Linked DNA regions of Hordeum vulgare: regions 1 and 3 are each linked to region 2. The links are chromatin contacts, called in public Hi-C maps. All regions are on one chromosome and are shown on one strand. The core of a region is the stretch at or near the end of the contact, and the rest is flanking DNA. Distances in the headings are between cores, read along the strand shown. Region 1 has its middle 140 kb from the start of LOC123438304. Region 2 holds the start of LOC123438304 (proline dehydrogenase 2, mitochondrial-like). Region 3 holds the start of LOC123438278.

Evidence for each region. Hi-C and Micro-C count contacts between places; a contact is called where the count stands out from the background.
Region 1: a contact with region 2 is called in a Hi-C map of leaf, with 2.7 times the contacts expected there. The contact joins the enhancer-like site here to the promoter of LOC123438304 in region 2. A contact is called at or near these places in 2 of 6 Hi-C or Micro-C datasets (leaf and seedling).
Region 3: a contact with region 2 is called in a Hi-C map of leaf, with 2.7 times the contacts expected there. The contact joins the promoter of LOC123438278 here to the promoter of LOC123438304 in region 2. A contact is called at or near these places in 5 of 6 Hi-C or Micro-C datasets (leaf and seedling) and 1 of 1 datasets of contacts at active chromatin or transcription factors (embryo).

Annotation. Positions count from the first base shown.
Region 1 is chr1H:373,188,130-373,191,974 of MorexV3_pseudomolecules_assembly, reverse strand. No RefSeq gene overlaps it. Among protein-coding and RNA genes, the nearest start is that of LOC123438304, 140 kb to the right of the region's middle. Within about 2 kb of position 2,209, at least 2 of the 3 cell types and tissues checked have open chromatin away from gene starts, as enhancers often do. A contact at or near this core is called in leaf and seedling, where this site is marked.
Region 2 is chr1H:373,052,101-373,055,897 of MorexV3_pseudomolecules_assembly, reverse strand. It overlaps LOC123438304 (proline dehydrogenase 2, mitochondrial-like), which reads right to left and starts at 2,216. Exons shown (of 3, transcript XM_045115768.1): 1 at 1,285-2,216; 2 at 1-828. The coding sequence starts at 1,797.
Region 3 is chr1H:372,808,128-372,811,710 of MorexV3_pseudomolecules_assembly, reverse strand. LOC123438278 reads right to left here and starts at 2,064. Exons shown (of 3, transcript XM_045115766.1): 1 at 1,910-2,064; 2 at 1-1,287. The coding sequence starts at 1,278.

The DNA of each region.
Region 1 (3,845 bases), core at 960-3,459, 140 kb before region 2:
ATCACTCGGACAGCCCTTCGGGAGGCACTCTCGAACTAAGAACGAAACTACAATCTCTCTACGGGGTTGCACATATACGATGTCAGCTATAATGGCAGAGCTTTGTCGTCCAGAACTAGTTCATGTCGAAACCCACACACCCTTTCACCTCGACGAAACTATTTCAGTGCTAGGGAGAGAGATCCAGATCATGCATGGCATTTGTATGAGAGTTGGAGTGAGTGTGGAGAGCTCCTATGTGCCTCTCTTTATAGGAAAACCAAGGGGTAGGGTTGGCACAAAAAATTACCAAAACACCCACACTTTATGCCACACATAAAGGGCATAAATGTCATAAAAGATGGCAAGCGAAGTTCCATGCTGGAGAACCGCCCTCGAACGTCCAACACCTTGTGCCCCCCCCCCCCCCAAAAAAAAGGGGTTCCCACCCTTCCGTGCTATCCCTAGATATTTTGGGAAGATTCCCTTTAGATATTTTCCTCAAAAGCAACCAATTAGTGCTTTTCACTATTCATCAAAACATTTTTCTGCGTCTGAAAAATCTAAAAGTTTTTCTATAGGCCTAGAACATGTCAAGTACCCACTAAAATAGATCTTGATGTGTGCCTAATCAATGATTTTCTCTTGCAAAAAGCGACCAAGAAATTTTCTTCGCCTCCAGAACATTTCTGATTTTTTTGCTGTAGAATAATTTCCAAAAGTCCCCAGAACAATTATGGCACTTCCGAAAAGTTCCGCACATATGCCAAAAACCTTTTTGGCTTAATGGTTTAGTCCAAAACAACATTTTAGTTTTACCGAAACTTTTTCGGTGTTCTCTCCGAAACCTTTCCGTTTTCTCCAAAGCTTGTCCGACGAATTTCTCTCATATTCCATGTCTAGTATTCAGTAGAGAGATGACCCTTAAGTGTGTGACCCTATAGGTTCGGTGAAGTATATAGACATGACCTGGAACACTTCCCGATCAATAATCAATAGCAAAACCATGGACACCCATACTGATCCGTGTACCCACACAAATGAATATTCGACCGAACCTGTAGTTTGGTGTCTGCTATAAATGTTGCTTTGTGATATGATACAGACACCTCAGGTGACACTTGTCGGCATTCCCATGGATCAACAACTTGTCCACTATGTCAGTTACCTCGTTACCATTTTTGTTCATTTTTCTCGTTTCCGTATTTCGGCATCCTGGTGATCAAATCACATTGTGTCTGGCGAGACGACGATGTATACCGTAACACCGAGAGGGCCCTAAGAATATCTTCCATCGTCGGAGGAGAAAATCCCAATCTTGAGCTACCAAGTTACATGTCATACTTTTGTGTGAACCCATAAGCAGTCGTAATAGCCACCTTGTCACAGATGACGTTTAACAAACCCCAAAGTTCACGAAGTAAGTACAAAGGAACTCGGTACTCTCTTGGTCTAAGGAATTTTGCAAAGTTAACTTTTTATGTGTTATAAAGCATTTACTTGTGACCAATATATCTCATAGCATAGCATCAATTCGGTTTGATTCAACACAAATGTTCTTCTAACATTGTGCCCTCAAAGTTGTCAGCATAGTCTTGCCCATTACGAGGAAAACAAGATCATCATGAAATACTTGTGCTAGTCTTAAAGGCATAACTAGCAATACATTTTACCATTTATTATACCACACATGCACATGAATTTTCCTCCGAGCCTCGTGGTTATTGTACACTCAGGAATCATTGCACTTATAGCATGGAACATAAACATTCGTTACAAACTTGAAGATACAAAATACCTATTATTATTGCCTCTAGGGTATACATACAGTCAATCTTTTAAAAAGATCGGTCGACGGAGGCATAGCAGCGTCTCTTTTTAAATGCATGTTTAATACTCTCAAATGTTTGATTAACATTTTTAAAAATATATGATCAACTTTTTCACACACATTTTATATTTGTCATGTACACCAGAAACATTTTCTCTATACATTTAATATTTTTCAAATGCTTGATTACATTTTTCAAATGTTTTACGTAAAGTCTTTTAGGTGATATGTTTCTTAGAATATTTAGAATTATCAATAGAAGTAGAAAAAATAAAGCAGAAAGAAAAAAAGAAAGATCAACTAAAAAACGAGGTTGTGGCCTCCAGTGCACCTCGCGCGGCCCACCTGGAAGTACTCTTGGCGCGATGGTTCCCTAATTCTCGCCAATCCACGGCATGGAATCAAAGAGGCCCGCCCATATCATATCAGCTGAAAAATATCCACGAATTAGAGGTATTTATGGAAACATCCTATTCTTCGCTCTCTATGAAGCGGTGTCATGTCAGGGCTTCACATAGAGAGCGGGGAGGGGAGTGATTTTTGCAGCGCCCCACTTTTGGGAAGCTTTCGAGCCGATCTTTTCCGGTTTTGGGAAATTCTAAAAGGTTCCTAAACCGGTTTTCTCACTTAATTTTTTCTTTATTCTTTTATGTTTCATTTTTTTTCTTTTTTTTGGTTTCAAAAAATGTTTTTGGATTTACAAAAAATGTTTAGTATTTTCCAAAAAATATTCTGGATTTCAAAAAATGTTTTGTATCTTCAACAATTTTTTCTTAAATCTTCTTAAATTGTTCTAAAGATTCAAAAAATTCTCGGTTTCAAAATTTGTTCTTAAGATTCAAAATATGTTCCTGCTTTAAAAAATTGTTCTTTGTTTCAAATTTGTTCTGGTCTTTTTTTAAATTGTTGTTGATTTCAAAGTTTTGTTCTTAAGATTCAAAAAATGTTCGTGCTTTCAAAATTGCTTGCGCTTCCAAATTTGTTCAAGACTTTTCAAAATTCTTCTCGTTTTCAAAATTTGTTCTCAAGATTCAAAAAATATTTGTGCTTTAAAGCTTTGTTCACTCTTTCAAATTTGTTTAGGGATTTTCCAAATTGTTCTCCATTTTAAAATTTAGTTCTCAAGATTCAAAAAAATATTTGTGCTTGAAAAAATTCTTCGCGCTTCCAAATTTCTTCATTTTTTTCAAAATTGTTCTCCATTTTAAAATTTTGTTCTCTAGATTCAAAAATGATCATGCTTTAAAAAATTATTCGCGTTTCCAAATTTTTCAGGATTTTTGAAAAAAGTTCTCAGTTTCAAAATTTGTTCTCAAGATTCAAAAATGTTCGAGCTTTAAAACTTTGTTCGTGCTTACAATTTTGTTCGGGGTTTTTCAAAATTTTGTTCTTAAGATTCAAAAAATGTTCGTGCTTCCAAATTTGTTCAGGATTTTCCAAAATTATTCTCCGTTTCAAAAAAAAAAAATCACGATTCAAAAAATGTTTGTGCTTCAAAACATTGTTTGCGCATCCAAAAAAAATTCCAAGATTTTTCAAAACTGTTCTCGATTTCAAAATTTGTTCTCAATTTCAAAAAATGTTTGTGCTTTAAAAATTTGTTCACGCATACGAATTTGTTCGGGGTTTTCAAAATTGTTCTCCATTTCGAAATACTGTTCTCAAGAGTCAAAAAATGCTCATGCTTTCAAAAATTGTTTCCGCTTCCAAATTTGTTCACAATATTCAACATTGTTATCGGTTTTAAAATTTGTTCCATAGATTTCAAAAAATATTCGTGCTTTAAAATTTTGTTCGCGCTTTCAAATTTATTTTCCATTTTAAGAAAATGTTCAGGTTTTTAAAAAATGATGGGAAATTCGACATTTCTTTGTTTTCATAAAAAAGGAAAAAGGAAAAGAAATAAAAAACGAACTAAAATGCTAAAAAGGAAATAAGAAGAAAAGGAAATAAAGAAACAGAAAAGAAAAAAAGAACTCGGCCGGCCTAGTCGGACGACCACACTGTGCGTCCTCGGCACTCCGAGACGCACAAT
Region 2 (3,797 bases), core at 967-3,466:
CCGCCGGATGAGGTAGGGGATGATGTGCTCCACGGGGCCGTAGGGCAGGTACTTGCTCACCTGGAACCCGGCGTTGCGGAGCCCCAGGGACAGCCCGTCCGCCATGCCCATCAGCTGCGCGAACTGCAGGTTCCGGTCGCCCTTGCCGATGCCAAGCTCCTGCGCCCTCGCCGCCGCCAGCTGCCCGGACTCCACGTTGTGGGTGGCCAGCATCACGGAGGCCGACCCGCGGCGGACGCGCTCCAGGAGGAAGGCCGCGCAGCCGTTGTAGCAGTCGTGGGTGTCCTGGATGCTGCCGTGGATCGGCGACGGCACGCCCAGCGACTCCGCCAGCCGGGCCTCCCTGGTGAGGTAGGCTCCGCGGACGATCTTGACGCCGAGGCACACGCGCTCCTCCTCGGCGGCGCGCACCATGGCGTCCAGCCGGTCGCGCGCGTCGCGGAGGTACGCCTGCACGGTGCCGTGCACGATGGGCCGCCCGCCGCCGTTGCACGCCAGAGCGCCCACGAAGGTGAAGTAGTCGATGGACGGCTGCACCGACGCGTACTCGGCGTCCACCAGCAGCGGGATGTCGTGCTCCGCGCACCGCGCGCCCACGGCCAGCAGCCGGTCGTGCGCCAGCTGCAGCTCGCGCTCCTCCTCCGCCGTCAGCGCCGCCGGCTCCGACGGCGTCAGGTACAGCGGGCTCGAGTCGGACAGGATCGGGAAGGAGTGCTGCTTCCACGGCAGGTGCAGCGACGGGTTCTTGTGCTGCCACCGCAGCAGGTCGCTCGTCTTCTCCAGCAACGCGATCGGGCACAGCGCCGTGATTTTAATACACACGCTCGCCTGCACGTGACAAACAGAGCACAATTAGTCACGCTATATACCTTAGTACTAGTAATATCCAAGCTTAATTGCACTCGCTAATTAGTGATTCTTAACACCCTAAGTATCATTTTGCTTTTTGTTTTTTGGTTTAACTGCTCGGGATGTCTAAATAAGGAAAAACAAAGTGTGGTGAATTGTAGGGTTTTGATGGGAAGCTGTGGATGAAAAGGAGCGGTGGAGAAGCCATGGCGATGGCGAGCTTGTCGGAACGAGGCGGCTGGTTTTCAGGGCCCACGCACAGTGACAGCCGTGCGATTCAGTTTACTACGAGAAGATTCCCAAGGAATCCGGGTGTCCACTAGCGAAGACCGAGGATTCCCTCCGACGTGGCGCCCTTCCGTACCAGTGCTACGCGCCACGGATGACGACGAAGGAAAAAAAAAAGGGAACAGAGTTAAGGCACAGTTGACGCACCGATCCCGGCGGCAGCGCGGCGGCGACGTCGACGGCGGCGAGGAAGCCGGCGACGTTGCGGTCGCAGGCGGCGCCGTCCTCGGCGTCCTCGATGCCGTAGTCGAGGATCCCGCCCATGCCGCCGCGCCAGAGGCGCTGCACCCGGGCCGCGGCCTCATCGGCGGTCTCCCCGGCGCAGAAGTGCTTGTACGCCGTGGCCCGCGCCGCGGCCTGGACCACGGGGCTGGCGGCCACCGCCGGAGACCGCAGCGCCGCGATGCCCACGTCCACCAGCGGGCCCGCGGACATGAGCTGCAGCGCCGCGAGCGTGCGCACCAGAGCCGTGGACGGCTCCCCGGTGAAGAGCCTCCCGGTGTCCTCAAACTCCAGCACCTGGTGCTGCTGCTGCTGCTGTGCGGACGAAGGCACGGGCACCGCGTCGGCGCCGGCGGCCGCGACGGCCGCCTCCGGGAGCTTGGCTGCGGCGGCGAAGGTGGAGAGCGCGCGCTTCGTGATGCGGGAGGCGATGGCCATGGAAGGTCGGAGCCGGAGGTGTCGCTAGAAAGCAATGGAAAGAGACGCTGCCTGCTCTTTTCTTGCGACCGGACGATGCAACGAACGGACGATGGATCAAAGGAATCAGCCGAGTAGCTAGAGGGAAGAAGAGAAGAGAGGAAGCTGTTGTTGATCTGCGCAGTAGTGAAGAAACGGAACGGTCTGGGTGAGAGGCTGGGAACGAACGAAGGTGTAGGGAGAGTCCGAGAATGGAGGGAGCAGGTGTGGTGCGGCAGCCGGGTCTTATAGAGCGAGCGAGCGAGCGAGCGAGCGAGGAAGCCTCGCGAAACGGCATGGAAAAAACACGAAATACCAGCGGGTGAGCTGGAAATCGGTTGGAAAATAGGGAGAGAGGAGAGGAGAGGTTAACGGGGGAGGAGGGAGTGGCATGGGCGCGAGATCCCTGGGGATTCGGTCGGAAGAGTTGAACACTTGACTGACTCGGATCCTGCGTGGAAACTCATGGGAGTGCCGGGTGACTCGGATCGTGCGTGGAGTCTGGACGGTTGAGCCGACGTTGCTTGCACGCATCTTATCGCACTCCACCTCTTGCCATTTTTTTTTCCTTGTTGACGATGAGGGTAGCTTGATAAGGTATCAGCATCCCCTCTTTACTTCTCTTGCCAATTTTCTTCTTCTTTGACAGGGAATTCCTCGATGGGGAATCTGGTGTATCTTTCAACCGCCAATTTGGAAGATTCAACCAGCGATTCCATTGCTTTTACCCATGGATTGGATTCGCGTATGACTTTCAAACTCGTTGCGTGAAACTTCATTTCTTTCCAGACAAAATGGGAATTTTATTTCAAAATAATAGGATTACAATCTAATGGTAATATGTCCTCGATGCACGGAGGCCCTCTATGCAACCATACATCAAATTAAAGAAGCATTGCGCGAAACTTTAATTGAAAGAAGTGTTGGATGCCGAGCTTCGAGTTCAAAAGAGCGTTCGTGCAAATTTCCTTTATTTTGCGGACTAGTTTTAGAGGATTGTCAAAGAACGAGGAAATGTTTTTGCTCATCTTTATTCTCCTCCATGGGGAATCAAGATGTAACTTTCATTATCGCTCTCCTTTTCTTACCATTTATTCTTCTTGATAAGGTTGTGGGTGTAACTTTTCATGTGCAAATTCAAAGATTTCACGGCTCTTTTGATTCACAATATGTTTCAAAAAATGAATAAAGGAACTCGGGAAGAGGATGTCATATAGAATCTTACATGAATTGGAAAACGGGAATTTCTATACCACGGGGAAAGCACATCAATTTGTGTAGAGATTGAATACATGTCATAGTTGTCATATGAGAAAGTAAATTTAAAATGAGGTCTAACCTCTTGAAAAACAATCATACAGAATGTTGGTGTAGAAAAACAATCCATAGAAATTTCTAAAGGGTTCATTAGTCTTTGAACCGAAGATACTCTATAGGAAAATTTATATGATTGCAATCCTACAATGTTATTTTAAAATTCTTTCAAGGGTTTCTTTCATTTGGAGAGAAAATGGAGGAAAGGTAGACACATAGGAAATTTTCCTGAGATGCTATTGTTCACCCCTTTGACTCATATAATGTATGAAAGGGAAACTAGATGATTTTTTCTTTGATCTCGACTTCAAGGAAGATCATTTGAATCGGATCAAGCAAATAGTTGAAGTGAAAAGGAAGTTTTGTTTTCTTGTGACAAATGATGGTAGCTGAGACAGATCTGAAAACGAACCCCTCACAATTCTTGTAGCCTCCCTTTTCCTGCAAATCAAACTTCAATCTTGTGTATAGTTCATATGTTTTTCGATCTTCTATTCAAAACATGCATTACAATCCTATTTCGCGTTTTCCTATGACGTGAAATGAGCCCTACAAAAAGAAGCCCTCAATCATATATTCTAGCTGTAATGATTGGGTTAATTTGGGTAAACTCTCAACATATTGCAGGCAAAAAAAATTAACTCAAAAATGTGTTTTCTAAATTTTCA
Region 3 (3,583 bases), core at 815-3,314, 240 kb after region 2:
TTCAGAGTACAGATAGGAAGACACATGCATCTGGCCAACAATTGGAGGCAGCCAACCGTGCCTATCCTTGGAGGTCCTTCCCACGGTACTTGATCGTTTGCCAACACTATGGAAAGTGTAAATCCAATTCAGCTCGTTTCCGGATTTCCAAGTGTTAGCGTAAATGGATTCTTCTGGACCCTTGGTACAGAACTCAAAACCAAAAGCACCATTGTCAGGATCCAGTTTAAGAACAGCATGCAAATGAGTAGGCGATGAAGTAACTGTGATAGGCCGGGCTTCCCCACTCGCCTGGCATTTAGGTGTGGGCGTTTGGTCAGATCTTGAGATACCACTCAACAAAGATTTGCGCAGTGCACTATCTTTTCCTCTAACTGGTGGATTACCACATTTTGCATCTTCCATTTCCATGAGGGAGGGATTCCTCAGAGATTTGGACTTCATGAAAGGATCCAAAATTTTCTTAAATGCACTAGATCGAGATTTTTTCTTGCCATCAACACCATGAACACTTTCTGATGGACATGTAGCATCACAAACACCCACCTTAGCTGACAAGGACTTGGGGAGATTACTCACTGAATCTATTCTGCCATGATTACTCCTATCAGGATGAAGGCCAACAGGAGGTTGGCAATTTGATATTGTACCTTTGCTACTGCTGGTTTCTAGCAAATGAGGAGTAGCATTTGCGCCGGGACACGTGGCATTGTCTTCTTCAAGCGATAACCCCAGGAAACTGTCTCTTACATCCTCTTTTAACAAATTGCAGTCCTTGCGTGGCCTTCCAAGCCTCAAGTTGTCATTAGGAACCTCACGCGAGGAAATATCCAGAAGCTCCCTGGTATCTTGACTAAATCCACGGGTTATGTTCATAGAAGACCTCGACTTGCATGAACTGCTCCGTTGCGGAACCAAGTAAGCTGCACTTGTGCTGGGCTGAGAGGACGAATCGATGGTCCCAAATGACATGAATGCATCTCTTTCGTGTATAGAGTCTAACTTCTTCCTCCCCTCTTGGAGTTTCCTTAGTCTGCTGACATCGCTGGAGCTCTGGTACATAGAACCACGACTATGCATGATGCTATCTTCTGGGTTTTCCTCGCGTCGTCTTGAAGGCAGACTCTTGCAATGAAAATTTGGGATCCTGTTGAGGCGCATTTCGCCCGAGTTTCCATCCGGGCATTTCAGTTGTGCTGCCCTGCTAGGACTCTCTGTTTCCTCGTCAATCGGTTCCATGGTCTCCTTGGCTACACTGGGCCGAGATCGGTTCCCCATTTAGGAAACCTGCATTGAAACCATAATACATTGCTCGAATCAGAACAGAGAAAATAGGACAGTGACATCAGCCCTAATCCAAGAAAAACATAGGGTACAACGCACCCAGTTATATGTATCAAGTTCGACAGTGGAGAAACATTTACGAGCTTGAGAGTCCACCCATCCTATGCATCAAATCCGTCCAAGAAAGAAAAATACAGTAATCGGAGTACATCCTATCTGCTTCCAGTGGAGTTTCCATTCATTCACATTCAACTTCAATACCTAAGTTTCAATAGGAACACGACAAGGCCAAGAAAATAAGAATCTAAATCTACTCTGGGATCACACATCACATTATCATTGAATGAGCTGAATCATTCGGGGAGAGGATGAACCCTCGCAGATGGGAATCGAATCCCACCACGAGGTCAGCAGAAAAGGAACCCCTCTCCCCCCACTTCTCGAAGAAACGCATCAGCAAACCTGCTCGCCATTAGTCCCTCCTAAAAAGTCCAACCTTGCGGGCCGGTCAAGCCCCGCCGCGCAAATCTACAGCCAACCGCCGCCGCGCCCGCAAGCGTCGAAGGGAAGGACAGGTATCGGCATGAATGAACCAGAAAAGGGATCGAGAGACGCCATTATTCACCTCGGAGCGGAGACGACGGGGAGCAGACCGGCGCGGCAGAAGAGGCAGTGGACTTTACTGGTCCGTCAGTCTCGCGCATCTGTCTCGTGTGAGTGAGGGAAAGATTCTTGGCGGCTGACGAAAATGAAATGGAGGTTCCGGGATCCTATTTTGCGCCTTCGCTGCTAGGGACGGGTGTGAAATACATGGAGGCATGGGGGCTAGAGTGTAAAGACCGATCCGCGGCGTTCTGGGCTGCTCCGTTGGGCCGGTGGGACACACCTTGTAGGCCCGTGTCAGACCGGGCCCAGATTTTTTTTTATCAAAAGGGGTTTTCCCTGCCTCATTTTATATCATAAAGAAAAAAGGTCACCATTACATAGCAGCTGACCTAATACTAGTATGAGCCTAGAAGAGAAAGTCTGGCCTAAACGGCTGCAAATTCTAACATACGAGAACAACGTTTATCCAACGCGGTGTTTAAATTTTTGTTACGCCACCATGGACTACAACTAAGGAAGGCCTCGCTGACAGATCAAGTTCATCTTCCATTCCTCGGCGATGGGGTCCTGACGCCTCTGGCCTCACTCCCATGCAATCTGCAACACCTCTCCACGCCGTTTGTTCAACAGAAGGATGCATCTTCTATATTAATATATACCATCTATATCAATATAATTTGCCTAAAAAAATCTATATCAATATTATCCCCCCAAAACGAACCTTTATCAATAGAGAAAAAGAGTTACGGATATCCAACAAATTTCACTCGTTCAATCGCACCTATCCAATAATCTACGTCACTGGTGTTTAGCGTTAACATGTTTAGCACAAAACATATTTAGCACCCTTCACTATCACTAGAGGGTGAAGGCCTCTCATTCAATTGAGAAATTTGGTTTTTGGTTTCATTCTTCATTTTGACTTGGTCAAGATTCTTTTTAAGAGCTTTCTCGTGAGGTGATCAATTTCAAATGTGGTTCACGGTTTTAATTGTTCAATGATTTCTTAAATCAATCGACATCAACCGACTTATAAAAAGATACCAGTTTCGTACATGCTCTTATCACGTGACAAAATATACTTGTCAACATGTGTGATAAAGGCAAAGTTGTTCCTGTCTTTTGATAAGATGGTGGTTATCATTTTGGAGTAGACTTTGACGATCCAACTACGAACGTGTGAGGACGTCGTGCCTTAGCAATCGCTAAACCAACTCCGAGAGGTTATTGACCACGCCGAAGCACGGTCAACCTGACCACGAGGGTCCGTTTCCTGCACGCAAACGAACAACAAGCAAGAAACTAAGATTGCAATCTGGATATTGCGAATATAAGTGAAAAGCTTTATTGATGAAAGTGGGGTTCTCTGACGCCTTTGTCTGGTCATGGAACACAAACAAAGAACGCGAAGTTGCAGCTATGGCGAACTTGTAATCAAAAAAACAAGTCTAAACGGCGTTCTAAGGGTTGTATATATGGGGGAATGGAGGAGGAATTCGGAGACCCCTTGGAGGAGGGGTCCGAAACCGATCCTAACTCGGTTTCCCCAGACATACGGACTCCAAAAATAGTCTATAATATGGTATTTCGAAATTACACGGGCCCGGCCCAAAAATAAGGTGGAGCGGCACCTATAATAGCCTATGGACAAAATTTATAAAGTGGCGTCATGAATATTTCGTCCAAGCCTTCA